Regions from separate parts of the Mus musculus genome. Here regions 2, 3 and 4 are each linked to region 1. The links are chromatin contacts, called in public promoter capture Hi-C maps. All regions are on one chromosome and are shown on one strand. The core of a region is the stretch at or near the end of the contact, and the rest is flanking DNA. Distances in the headings are between cores, read along the strand shown.

Region 1 (2,890 bases), core at 220-2,719:
TGTAAACTTGGCATAGTGGTGAACACTGGAGATAGGCAAAAAGGTCAAGAGTTCAAGGCCATCCTTGGGTACATAATGAATTCAAGCTCAGCCTGGGCTACATGAGACCCATCTGAAGGAAAACTAATTAGTACGTTCCTGTTTATCAAGAAATACACACTAAGGATGAGCAAAGGGAGTTCGGGGGGAAGGATCCACTCTGTATTAGGGGATAACTTTTAGGAAGCCCTGCCATGGACTGTAGTCTTTATTTCAGGGACTGAATTTCTCTGTGTAGCCTTCATGCTGGAATTGAGATCTAAAGGAAGTAAGAAGGGCCCCTGGAAGCCAGGTGTAGTTTAATCAGGGTTGAACCTGGCACACTGGCATGGGTCTGTAATCCCATCACTTGGGAGGCTGGGGTAGGAGAACTGTAGTGAGGTAGAGGCTAGCCTGGGTTACAGAGTGAGACCCTGTCTTAGAAAAATATTCAATTAGAGGGCTGGAGAGAGGGCTCAAGAGTTAAGAACACTGTGCAACAACAATGACAAACAAAACAAAATACTGTTTACTCTTCCAGAGGACCAGAGTTCTAATTCTAGCATTCACATGGGGGTGTGTGGGAGTGGGGTATCAACTGTAACTGCAGTTCTAGAGAATCTAACACCCTCTTCTGAGGCCTCCACAGACACTATACACGCAGGGTACACAGATATACATGCAGGTAAAGTACCCATATGCATGAAATAAAACCGCCTAAAATAAACTAAATCAACCAATCAGTGCTGGGTATGGTGGCACACACCATTCAGGAGGCAGGGGCAGGTTTGAGTTATCCTGGTCTACAGGAACAAAGCAAGTTCCAGGCCAGTTAGGGCTAAATAATGAGATTCTGTCACAAACAAACAAACAAACAAACCATATATATTAATAGGTTTTCTTTCTTCTAGGGTGGTTTGCAATTTGCAGCAATATTCCTGCCTCAGCCTAAAGTTGGGGTTACAGGTGTGAACCACTGTGCCCAGCTACCTTCCCCAGTTTTGCTTCCATGAGATAAGCATCTAGGATGTTCCCTCTGTCTCCTTTCAGTATTTATACAAAACACTTCTTGGAATTGGGAGAGTAGTCTGTGTTAACCTATACCCTAAGGATGTGTGAGGACCTGGGTTCAATTCCCAGCTCCACCTAAGTAACTCCACACCAAAACTAACACACACACACACACACACACACACACACACACACACACAGAATTTAAAAAGGGGCAGTAAGAATCATAGAACACTTCACAGACATCTTCAAATAATAGCTTGACACTCATTTAAGTCCCCTACTCATGGATAGACGGTGAAGCCATAGCCTTCTCAAGTCTTTGCTTTCCTGGAGTAGTAATCATCTGCCAATAGTAAACATGGTTGTCTTTCCCTTAGCGCGTCGCCTTCAGCCAGTAGTAAGCATGGCCGTATCTACTTCCGCCAGGCTAGAGGTCAAGGGTGACACAAGATGGCGGCGCCCATAAGCGGTTGAGGCGTGACGCGGAGGATGTTGGCGGCGGCCCGGGCTCTGCGGGGGCCGCGGCCGAGGTGGCCGACACCGGCTCGCGAGCACTGGACACCGGCCGGCCGTTCGCGGAGCCGGCGAGAAGCGGCCGAGGCCGAGGCGGACGTTCCGGTGTTTCAGTACGTGGGCGAGCGCGCGGCTCGCGCCGATCGCGTCTTCGTCTGGGGCTTCAGCTTCTCCGGGGCGCTCGGGGTGCCCAGCTTCGTGGTGCCGTCCTCGGGGCCTGGACCGCGCGCCGGCCTGCGGCCCCGACGCAGGATCCAGCCGGTCCCCTACCGCCTGGAGCTGGATCATAAGGTGGGGGCAGTGGCATCCTCGCTGGCATCTCTTAGGGAACTTTCTTCCCCGCGTGGCCGGATTTCCGGGAGCAATGACCTCCGAGATCCCGGGATCTGCAGAGGGAGGCATGAGGGGTGGCTGCCGAGAAGTCTGTTTCTCCCAGTGCTCCGTCCTTCACTGCTGAGCCTGTTTATCACGTCTGTGGATCTTGGGGTCTCGTTCAGCATTTTTAGCAGTTTGCTTGTGGCTCGAGAGAGTTTGGTGTCTTCCCTTACTTTCTTGCCCATTGGCGTAGCTTGACAATCGCACCAAGGATTCTGCCCTTAGATCATTCGCTCAGGCCCCCCCCCCCCCCAAAAGGCCGGAGCTGTCACCTCCCAGTTACAGAGGATGAAAGGGAGTAGCAGAGAGGTCAAGTAAGGTCCAGGGCCCCACAGCTGGGTGTAAATGGTGGTATTTGTAACTTAGACTAGACAGCTCCCTTGAGGGACGGGACATTCCACAGGTCGGAGGTGTGTCGGCTAGAGTCAGTGATGGGCAGCCGGAAAAGGAGATGCTCATCTGAGCGGTTAGAGGGGAAATAGGAGGTTGCCCATGGAGCTTCTAAGGTGGCTCACGCCTTTAATCCCAGCACTTGGAGGCGGAGGCAGGCTAATTTCTGAGTTCGAGGCCAGCCTGGTCTACAGAGTTCCAGGACAGCCAGGGGTACACAGAGAAACCCTGTCAAAAAGGGGGGGCGGGGAAGAGGCTCACTTTTCAAAAGGGCTCAGCCCGGCAGCCGTGGTGGCTCACATCTGTAGTCCCAGGACTTGGACTGGACGGTTGAGACAAGAGGATTGCCACAAGTTGTACTCTAGCTTGGGCTACACAGTGAGACCCTGTCTTTACCCTCGAAATGCTGTTATTATAGCCGTGTGCAACCGTTTCTGGTTTAAGTGGTGCTGGGGACGGGGAACCCAAGGGTTTTTGCCCTACAAGCACTGTGTCCACTGAGCTACTTTCTCCCTCCCAGTTCTCTTTTCTATACAGAGGTCTTTTTGCTTCTAGCTACCTGGTTGTGTTAACATCTTTA
Region 2 (2,890 bases), core at 220-2,719, 4.7 Mb after region 1:
ACAAGTCCTTTCTTCCTAGATCTCTCCCCAAATGGAGACGTAAGGGATCGGAAAGGCCTACTGGTCATTAACCGTGTCCGTTCTGGCCAGCTCACAGGTAATCCCTACAGTCATGCAAGTTCCAAGTCTTTGCAGCATCCAGTTTTACTTGTCTCAAACGATGGGTTTACTTCACTTGGAGAAAACCACGCCACAGCTTAATGGTTGCTCACAGTTAGTCCTGGGCCCAGAAGCAATATCGCCCAACGGAAGGACAAATACCCAAACCCGGGATGGTGGAGAAAGAAAGAGAGATGGAAAAAATGAGGAGAGAGGTGGGGAGCAAAACACCCAATCATGTAATGCCATCCTTTTCAAATCAAACACCATCAGAAATTCACGTTCCCACCCCTTTACCCTCAACTCCAGGCACCCTTCAGTGGGTGTGATTTGAAAAGAACCAACACAAAGGTATAAACCCAGCTCCACCCTTCGGCTTTAGAAAACAGTGAAACCAGCTCTAAGAACGCTACCCCCTAAGAGCAAGGTCCGCACGGGTCGACCGGCTTCCAACAAGACAGCAACTTCACCCACTACCGCGGTTGGGCAAATGGTCGCAATAACCGCGGGGAAGGGCTCGCCCGGACGCCAAAAGTCAAGCCGGCCAGAGACGGTTCAGGCTACCTCACGGGGTTGGGGGGTCCAAAAGAAGCTTCTACCCACGGGCCTCGGCGTGCGGCGCTTCGGAGGAACAAAAGCGCACTCCCGGACTCCCTCCCCGCACAGCCAGCGGAGGGACAGCGGCACCCGCCCCACGGCGCGGGCGGGCGGGCCCCGGACAGCTTCCACCCGCGCTGAGTCGCCAGCGGCAGCCCGGGCTCGAGGGGTTGTGGGAGCAGAGTCGATCCCTCCGGCGACGGGGAGGCGCCAGCTCTGGCCGGAGCCTTAGGGCCGGTTTCACCGTCCCCTCCCCCCGGACGCCGGGGAACGTGGGGGGCAGGGAGGCCCCCCGAGTCCCCGGGCTCCGCAAAACCCCCTTTTTCGGTCCCGGCCATCAAGTCAACATCAGGCGAAATCAAGCGGGCGAGGGAGGGGAGGGTCGACGGGTGGGGGGAGGAACCGACCTGTCGATGAGGATCTTGGGGTCCCCCATCCAGGGGATGAGGTGCTGTCCCTGTTCCTGGGCCAAAGCCCGCTCGTCGTCGCGGAACAACTTGCAGGCATAGCCGAAAACCAGAAGCTCCACCCGGTTGCCCCCAGTGCCGGTGCCGCCCGGCCCGGCCTCCTCCTTCACTCCGCCTTTCCTCTCCGGCTTGGCACGGCCCCCGCCGGCACCGTACATGACAGCGTCCCCGACGTCCGGGACGGTCTGCTGCTGGGCCGAACAACGTCCCCGATGCCTCGCCTGGCCTACCCACTCAGTCACAGGCGCCGCATCCTCTTCGCAACTTCAACACAGCCGCCATAGCGAGCCACAAAATGGAGGAGACGCAACTTCCGGTAGGAAACCCGCTCTTTCCGGAGGTGAGAGTGGTAGATTCGCCACGTCCGCAAGCTGTTTGAGCCGCTAAAAAATTAAGTAGATGTTAGTTTTCGTTGTCCAACTTGATCTTGCGATGGTAAGTTGTGTTTATGGAAAGAAATTTATTTCTGCCATTTTTTGGAGGCCTCCTAGGATGTGACGAAAGCGCGGTTGGTGGCCGCGCGCCAACTTCTACTGTCGTTGGAGGGCGGCCGCCAGGTGTGGAGACAAGTGGGGATCTTGTTGGGAACGCGTCTTTGCCGTCCTAGTGAGACAGTTTGCTCCTTTCTAACAGCCCGATTTTTAGATCACTAGGAAGCCTAGCCCTGGCCGCCTGACTGAGGGCGTTTCCAGGACTTGTGAGCCCTAAATATTCGGAGTGGCGGGCTTTCAGTGGCTACGGGCTTCAGTGGCGGAGAAAGACTCCAGCTAGGAGACAGCGCTACGGGTTGTTTCCTTCTGGGGAGCAGATTCTTTCCCTTTCCCTTTTTAAAATACAGGATGTCACTGTGATCCAAATTAGACTCGAACTCTGACTGTCCTAGCTCAGTTAAGATGCTAGTATTATCGACGTGAGGTCTGCAGGGCTGCAGTTTTTTCTGGTGTCTGACCCAGATGCTTGATTTTCTTTTTCCCCCTTTCAGTTCTGAACATGGACCCAGGGCCTCACCATTGCTAGGTAAAACACTATCATTGAGTTATATCATTGCTAGGTAAAACACTATCATTGAGTTATATCTGCAGCCCTTTTTGTTTTAGTTTCAAGATAGGGTCTTGCTTAGTGCCCCGGGGTGACATTTAACTTTAATTTTTTTTTTAATTTTTACTTATTTTGTGTGTATATGTGTAGGCGACTCGAGTTAGATCAAGTCCGACTGGATGGAAGGAGAGAAGAACTTCTCAGCCACGGACACCCCCCTCCCTCCCCAAATAACTTAGGTTTTTAAAAAGTGGATAGTGATTTAGAAAAACAACTGATGTTGACCTCTGGCCTCCATATGCATTTGTGTACACACGTGCACACACACATACAGACATGTACATAGTACACCAGAACGAATACTAAGTAAAATAGTTATGATGTGGAGAAGGTTGCTTTGCAGAAATGTTTGTGTCTACTTTTGAAACAGTTGGGAAAAAAAAAAAAGAAACGGTTGGAATTTTTGTCTTAACCTCAAGCCAAAATTCATTTAATGATTTTTTTTTAATGTAAAGTAACTCAGCGCACACACACACACACCAGCAGAGATGTCTCAGTTGATAAGTGCTTGCCTTACGCACATGAGCACCTGAGTTTGATTGCCAGAACCCATGCAAAAAGTACTGGGTGTGATGGCGATTGCTTATAATCCTTGTGCTCTAGAAGTAGAGACAGGTTGAGGTGTTGGG
Region 3 (2,890 bases), core at 114-2,613, 4.1 Mb after region 1:
AACAACAGCTGGGGGTACTGTTCAGAAATCTGCCTAGTTGCCAGGCGGTAGTGGCGCACACCTTTAGTCCCAGCACTCAGGAGGCAGAGGCAGATGGATATCTGAGTTCAAGGCCAGCCTGGTCTAAAAAGCGTGGTCCAGGACAGCCAGAGCTCTACCGAAAAACCTTGTCTGGAGGGAGTGGGGGGGAAACTTGGCCTGGTTTTCTGGTTGGTCTTAACTGTCAACTTGAAACAGCTTGGAATCATCAAAAGGAGACGAAGCTTCAATGACAAACTGCCTTTTATCAGGCTGGTCTATGGGCATGTCCATGAGGGATCGTCTTGATTATTAAATGATGCAGGAGGGTACAACCTGGCCAACTGGTGGTGGCACAGGCTTTTAATCCCAGCACTTGGGAGGCAGAGGCAGACGAATTTCTGAGTTTGAGGCCAACCTGGTTTACAAAGTGAGTTCCAGGACAGCCAGGGCTACACAGAGAAACCCTGTCTCAAAAAAACAAACAAACAAACAAACAAACAAAAATTAGAAAATGCCAGAGAGTAAACCAGCCATCAGAGTTCTTGAACTGTTTCTGAAGCTTCGGTTTCCTGCCTCGAGTTCCTGCCCTGACTTCCCTCAATGATGGACTGTGTCCTGGAAGTGTAAGATGTAATAAAAACCTTTCTATTCCTAAATTGCTTTGGTCATGGTGTTTGTCACAGCAACCGAAAGAAAACTAGCACACCCAGTACGATCACAACCCTGGGTACCTTCCTCAAATTTCCAAAATAACAATAGCGATAATGGCTGGCGATGCAGGTCGGTGGCAAAGCCTTTGCCCAGCAAAGTCCTGGGTACCATTTCCACCATCACAAAACGATGATGGTGATGATGCTGGCTGGGAATATGACTCAGTCAGTAGTAGAGTGTTTCCCTAGCGTATGCAAAGTCCACATCCCAAGATAGTAATGATAATGACTGGGACGTTATCTCTGGGTCGCACTACTTCCAGACCGCGTGCACGGTCTTGGGATCCATTCCCAGAACCAAAAGAAAGAAAAAAAGGAAACCTCTCTATCCTTTCAACATTCCCCTCCCCAAAAGATGTGGGAGGCGAGCGAGTTCCCAAGCAGCAGGGTCCCTCCCCTGCCGCCCCACTTCCAGGCACTTCCGGCCCGTGCACCCCGCCCACCCGTCCTGCTCGCGGGTCCCGAGGTCTAGCCGCCGGCCGCTTCGCGGTCCCCAGATGATCCTGGCTTCCCCTGGTCGTGTCGCTTACACTTCCATGTTGCCTCTGCCTCAGCGTACGCAACCGCCGTGAGAAGAGTCTCACGTTGCGCCGGCGCTGCTCTGCTCACCGGTTCCGTGTGTGTGCCGCAAGGCACGCTGGGACCGCCGGGGTGCATGCCGGGATCGCTGCGGGGCACGCCCGGTTCTTCCTTAATTCTAGGTGTCCCTATCCTGGTCTAATTTCAGACTGTCGAGCGTTTTCGTAGTGCAGGTTTTGTTAGGATTTGCCTTGGCCGCATTAAAATCCCTAAACCGGTCATACTGGCTCATACCTGTAAACCCAGCAGTAGAGAGGCTGAGGCAGGAGAAGTGTTAGGAGTTTCTGGCCAGCCTGAGCTACATAATGACTTTCAAGCCATGGGGGCTATTTGAGACTTTGTGTTTTTGTTTTTGTTAAAAACAAAAAACACATGCCGGCCAGTGGTGGCGCACGCCTTTAATCCCAGCACTTGGGAGGCAGAGGCAGGCGGATTTCTGAGTTCGAGGCCAGCCTGGTCTACAAAGTGAGTTCCAGGACAACCAGGGCTACATAGAGAAACCCTGTCTCAAAAAAACAGAAAACAAAACCAAAAAAAAAAAAAAAAAAAAAACCAAACAAAATGAAACAAAACAAAAAACATAAGCCAGGCAAGGTAGCACAAGCCTCTAATTCCAACAAGGGGGAAAGAAGGAGGCAGAGAAAAGAGAAACCCAGTCTCAACAGACAGAAATAGAACTGGGGGAATGGTTTAAGCACGTAGGAAGCTGAGGCAGGTGGAATGCCTTGAGTTTGAGGACAGCTTGGGCAACATGGTGAATTCTAGTCAACGTAGGCTATGTAGAGATCCCGTTTCCCATACAACCGTTAAAAATTGGGAGTTGGGGGGGAGAGACAGATTTTCATTAAGTAGCCTTTCAGACTCAGAGATCTGCCTGCCTCTGCCTCCCAGTGCTGAGATTGGTGTGAGTGTTAAAATGGTTTGCAGGGGATAATGTATTAGAAATAGAGGGTGTCTGGCTGGTATGGTGGCACATGCCTTTAATCCCAGCACTTTGGAGGCAGAGACAGACAGATTTCTGAGTTCTTAGTTCAAGGCAGCCTGGTCTACAGAGTGAGTTCCAGGACAGCCAGGGCTACACAGAGAAACCCTGTCTCAAAAAAACAAAAAGAAAAGAAAACTCTGTCTCATAAAAACCAACACATGTGTGTGTGTGTGTGTGTGTGTGTGTGTGTTCAACAGGTACATCCAAGAATGATGGTATTTGAAAATAAGAAAAAATTAAATTAAAAAATTATCAAGTAAATAAAATGTCATCATAACGTAAGACTGAATGGTGCCCTGTACCTGTCTTGAGGAGAATGGGTCCCACAATGGTGTTCATGGTGTTACTCGCTCAACAGTCTTACCGTGATTGCCCACTGGGTGCTGGTGATTCAGATGTGAATAATACACACTCTCCAAGCTAGCTGACAGCCCAGTTGGAGGACCAGTTCAGGGCATAAATAACACACTGTGTTTAGACTCCAGCACAGTCAGGGGAATGACTAACAAGGACAAAGAGGCGTCCCAAAGCCAAGAGTGTTTGAGGTGCATTGAAAGAGGATCGTTCAAAACCAAGGCTTCAGAGATAGACTCGT
Region 4 (2,890 bases), core at 243-2,742, 4.0 Mb after region 1:
GCTCTGGATTCTCTGCATCAGAACTAAAGCTGTGTGTCTTACAGTATGTGGAAATCCTCCCGTGATTTGTTGTATTATACAACTATGGGACAGGTAAGAAATCACCCCCCTGTCCCAGTATTGACTAGCCTTGCCACCAGGCTACCACTACTCTGTGAACAGGGCCTGGTACCACACAGCTAACAACACCCCAATATGAGGCTGAGGCAGGAGGATCACAACTTCAAGCTACACAGAGAGTTGGAGGCCAGCCTGAACTACACAGTGGACCTGTCTTTAAAAAAAAAAAAAAATTATGTTTTAGCCGGGCTTAACCGGCATGGCAGTGCACACCTGCCAACGGCAGCACTAGGGAGTCTAAGAGAATCAAGGTCAGCCTCGACTGAGTCGTGGGTTTGGACTATCTAAGGCTGCAGGAGACCCCAGACTCCAGGATTCAGATTAAAACCAAAACAATACCGTTATTACACTGTGAAACCTTGGCAGTGTGGCCCACGCCTATATCTCTGAACTACGGAGTCTGAATCGGGAAGATCGGTGTTGAAGGTGGGTCTTGTCTACATAGGGAAATCCTAGCCAGTTAAGGCTGCATTAAACCCTCTTTTGGATACATTTTTGACAACCCAAAGTCAAGTCACAAATCTAAAACTGAACACACACACACACTCACACTCACTCTCTCACTCTCACTCTCTCTCTCTCTCTCTCTCTCTCTCTCTCTCTGTCACACACACACACACACACACACACACACACACACACACACACACACAGAGAAGTTGGAAAGATGGCTACGGGGTTAAGAATACCTGCTATTCCTGAGGACCAGAGTTAAGTTCTCAGCAACCCCATCATCAGGCAGCTACCAATGGAGTGTAACTCTGGGTCTAAGGACACAACGCCCTCTTCTGGAGTCGGTGGGTATTTGCGCTCACGTGCGCAGACAAGATAATACAAACACATCATGTAAATAATTTTCCAAAACAATCATTTTTTTTTCTAAAACTTGCAAAGGATGCTAGTAGGTCCACGCAGCCTTATTCAGCCGACCTATACAAGCCTTGACTGAGGGAGCAGGACTCCGCAGGCCTCGGGAGGATGGAACAGGACCGGGTCAGCTAATAGAGGAGTGAACGGAGCTGGGGTGGCTGGGAGAGCCTGCGCACCGATCCGCCCAGCACGCCGTGGGCCCCGGGTTCAGGGTCCCCGGTCCCGGCCCATGCGCCCGCGATTACGACCCCGTCTCCTACTCACCGCCCCGCAGACTGGCGGCTCGAGCCCGCGGACGCCCGCGGCCTGGCCCTGTTCACTCGCGGCGGCGCGCGGCGGGCCCCGGGCTGCCCCGCACCATCCTCTCCGCCGCTCCGGAGACAGCGAGCGGCTCCTCGGGGCCGAAGCGACGACCCGAAGCCAGGCCAGAGCGCGCCAACGGGACGCCGGCTCCGCGCGCTGCGAACGCCGGGCTTTCCGGGTGAAGGCAGAAAACCACGTCACCACTAACGCCGCCGTGACCTCTGACCCCGCCCGCGCGCGACGGCGGCGCGGAAGGGACAGAATTGCTCCGGGGCGAGCGGCGGGTGGGGTCGGGGTTAGGAGGAGAAGCAGACTGTCTTCGTTTTGCAAATGGGAAAAGCATACACGGAGCTGCCTGAAATTTATCACTCGCATTCGCGAACTGCCGTGAGCTTGCTCGGTTCCGTCCCGAAGTGCTTCTGCAGGTCTTGGTGTGTATGGCGTGAGATAGTAAAGAGGACACGATTTTCGTTTATTTTTGTTGGAATTTTTTGTTTTGACACAGGGGTCTCGTGGATGGCAAGAGCTGGCTTCCTGTTCTCTCTGGAGCCCAATGAGGAGCCAACTACCTTAGTCATGGTGTTTGAGCACACTAATACCACCCTCCTCTCTGTAGACGGGACTCTAGGATCCACTGGATGGGAATCTGTCGCGTTTCTGGACAACAGGACAATTCATTTCAAGCCATGTCTCAGTCCCCAAGGACCTAGCTGACCTTAGAAGCAGCAAAATATTATCCTTTTTAAATTCCTCTAACCACATTAATACTGACCTTTGTACATGATTATTGAAAACCCAGGAGATCAGTTACACTTATCCATTTGTCTGGTCTTGACTTTTTTTGTTGTTCTTTAAAGACACGGTTGCTGGGCAGTGGGAAGGTTGTCCTTTGATCCCAGCATTCAAGAGTCAGAGGCAGATAGATCTTTGCATTTGAGGCCAGCCTGGTCTGCAGAATGAGTTCCAGGAAGCTGGGGCTAAACAAAGCCTGTCTTGAAAAAAAAAAAAAAAACCAAACCAACCAACAAACAAAAGAGATAAGGTCTTTCAATCCATCCCTGGCTGACTTAAAACTCACTATGTGACCCAAGCTGGTCTCAAACTCAAAGATCCATAAGTGCTGGGATTAAAGGTGTGCCATGAGACATGAGAACATTTGTGAGAATTTTCTCCTTAGGTAAAGACTATGCGATGTTTATCCCCTTTTCCTAAGGTCTCGGTGACAAACCAAAGTTCCCCCTGGAATGCCAGTAAATGTATCTGGCTTACTTACAGAGCATAGGCAAGAGGTTACTGCCAGCAGGGTGAGTGACCTCAAAGCAACTACACTGGAAAGTCCTCACCCAGAATGGATGATGGCTTCCCATAGAATGTGTAAGTGGAACTCTGATGCTTGTCTCCTCCAGAACCTCAAAGCCAAATAGTTCCAGGGAAATCGTATAGAAGACATCTGCATGTGTATGTCTGTGTGTGCACAGCATGTGTGTGCTCTCATTCCAGACAATGAGCTACCACTGCTATGCTTTTGGTTTTGAATAAGTGCAAGGAGCAGGTAGAAAGGCAGAAATACACAGTAAAACGTGATCAAATCGATGTC

What was found. Promoter capture Hi-C pulls out the DNA fragments that hold promoters and counts their contacts.
Region 2: a contact with region 1 is called in a promoter capture Hi-C map of pre-B cells. The contact joins the promoter of Sfswap here to the promoter of Rcc1l in region 1. A contact is called at or near these places in 2 of 39 promoter capture datasets (liver and pre-B cells).
Region 3: a promoter capture Hi-C map of pre-B cells shows a contact between it and region 1. The contact joins the promoter of Crcp here to the promoter of Rcc1l in region 1. A contact is called at or near these places in 3 of 39 promoter capture datasets (hippocampal neurons, liver and pre-B cells).
Region 4: a contact with region 1 is called in a promoter capture Hi-C map of pre-B cells. The contact joins the promoter of Tmem248 here to the promoter of Rcc1l in region 1. A contact is called at or near these places in 4 of 39 promoter capture datasets (cranial neural crest, maxillary cranial neural crest, pre-B cells and 1 more) and 1 of 484 Hi-C or Micro-C datasets (B cells).

What each region holds. Positions count from the first base shown.
Region 1 is chr5:134,175,346-134,178,235 of GRCm38.p6, reverse strand. Rcc1l (reculator of chromosome condensation 1 like) reads left to right here and starts at 1,469. Exons shown (of 11, transcript NM_033572.2): 1 at 1,469-1,836. The coding sequence starts at 1,522.
Region 2 is chr5:129,499,810-129,502,699 of GRCm38.p6, reverse strand. Sfswap (splicing factor SWAP) reads right to left here and starts at 1,469. Exons shown (of 18, transcript NM_172276.3): 1 at 1,104-1,469. The coding sequence starts at 1,321. Gm40332 (a long non-coding RNA gene) reads left to right here and starts at 1,474. Exons shown (of 3, transcript XR_868547.2): 1 at 1,474-1,598; 2 at 2,146-2,180; 3 at 2,352-2,450.
Region 3 is chr5:130,027,779-130,030,668 of GRCm38.p6, reverse strand. Crcp (calcitonin gene-related peptide-receptor component protein) reads right to left here and starts at 1,363. Exons shown (of 6, transcript NM_007761.2): 1 at 1,262-1,363. The coding sequence starts at 1,269. It overlaps Gm40334 (a long non-coding RNA gene), which reads left to right and starts at 2,561. Exons shown (of 3, transcript XR_868562.1): 1 at 2,561-2,890.
Region 4 is chr5:130,220,937-130,223,826 of GRCm38.p6, reverse strand. It overlaps Tmem248 (transmembrane protein 248), which reads right to left and starts at 1,492. Exons shown (of 7, transcript NM_027854.1): 1 at 1,255-1,492. Gm6598 (a long non-coding RNA gene) reads left to right here. Exons shown (of 2, transcript XR_377119.4): 1 at 1-93; 2 at 1,799-2,109.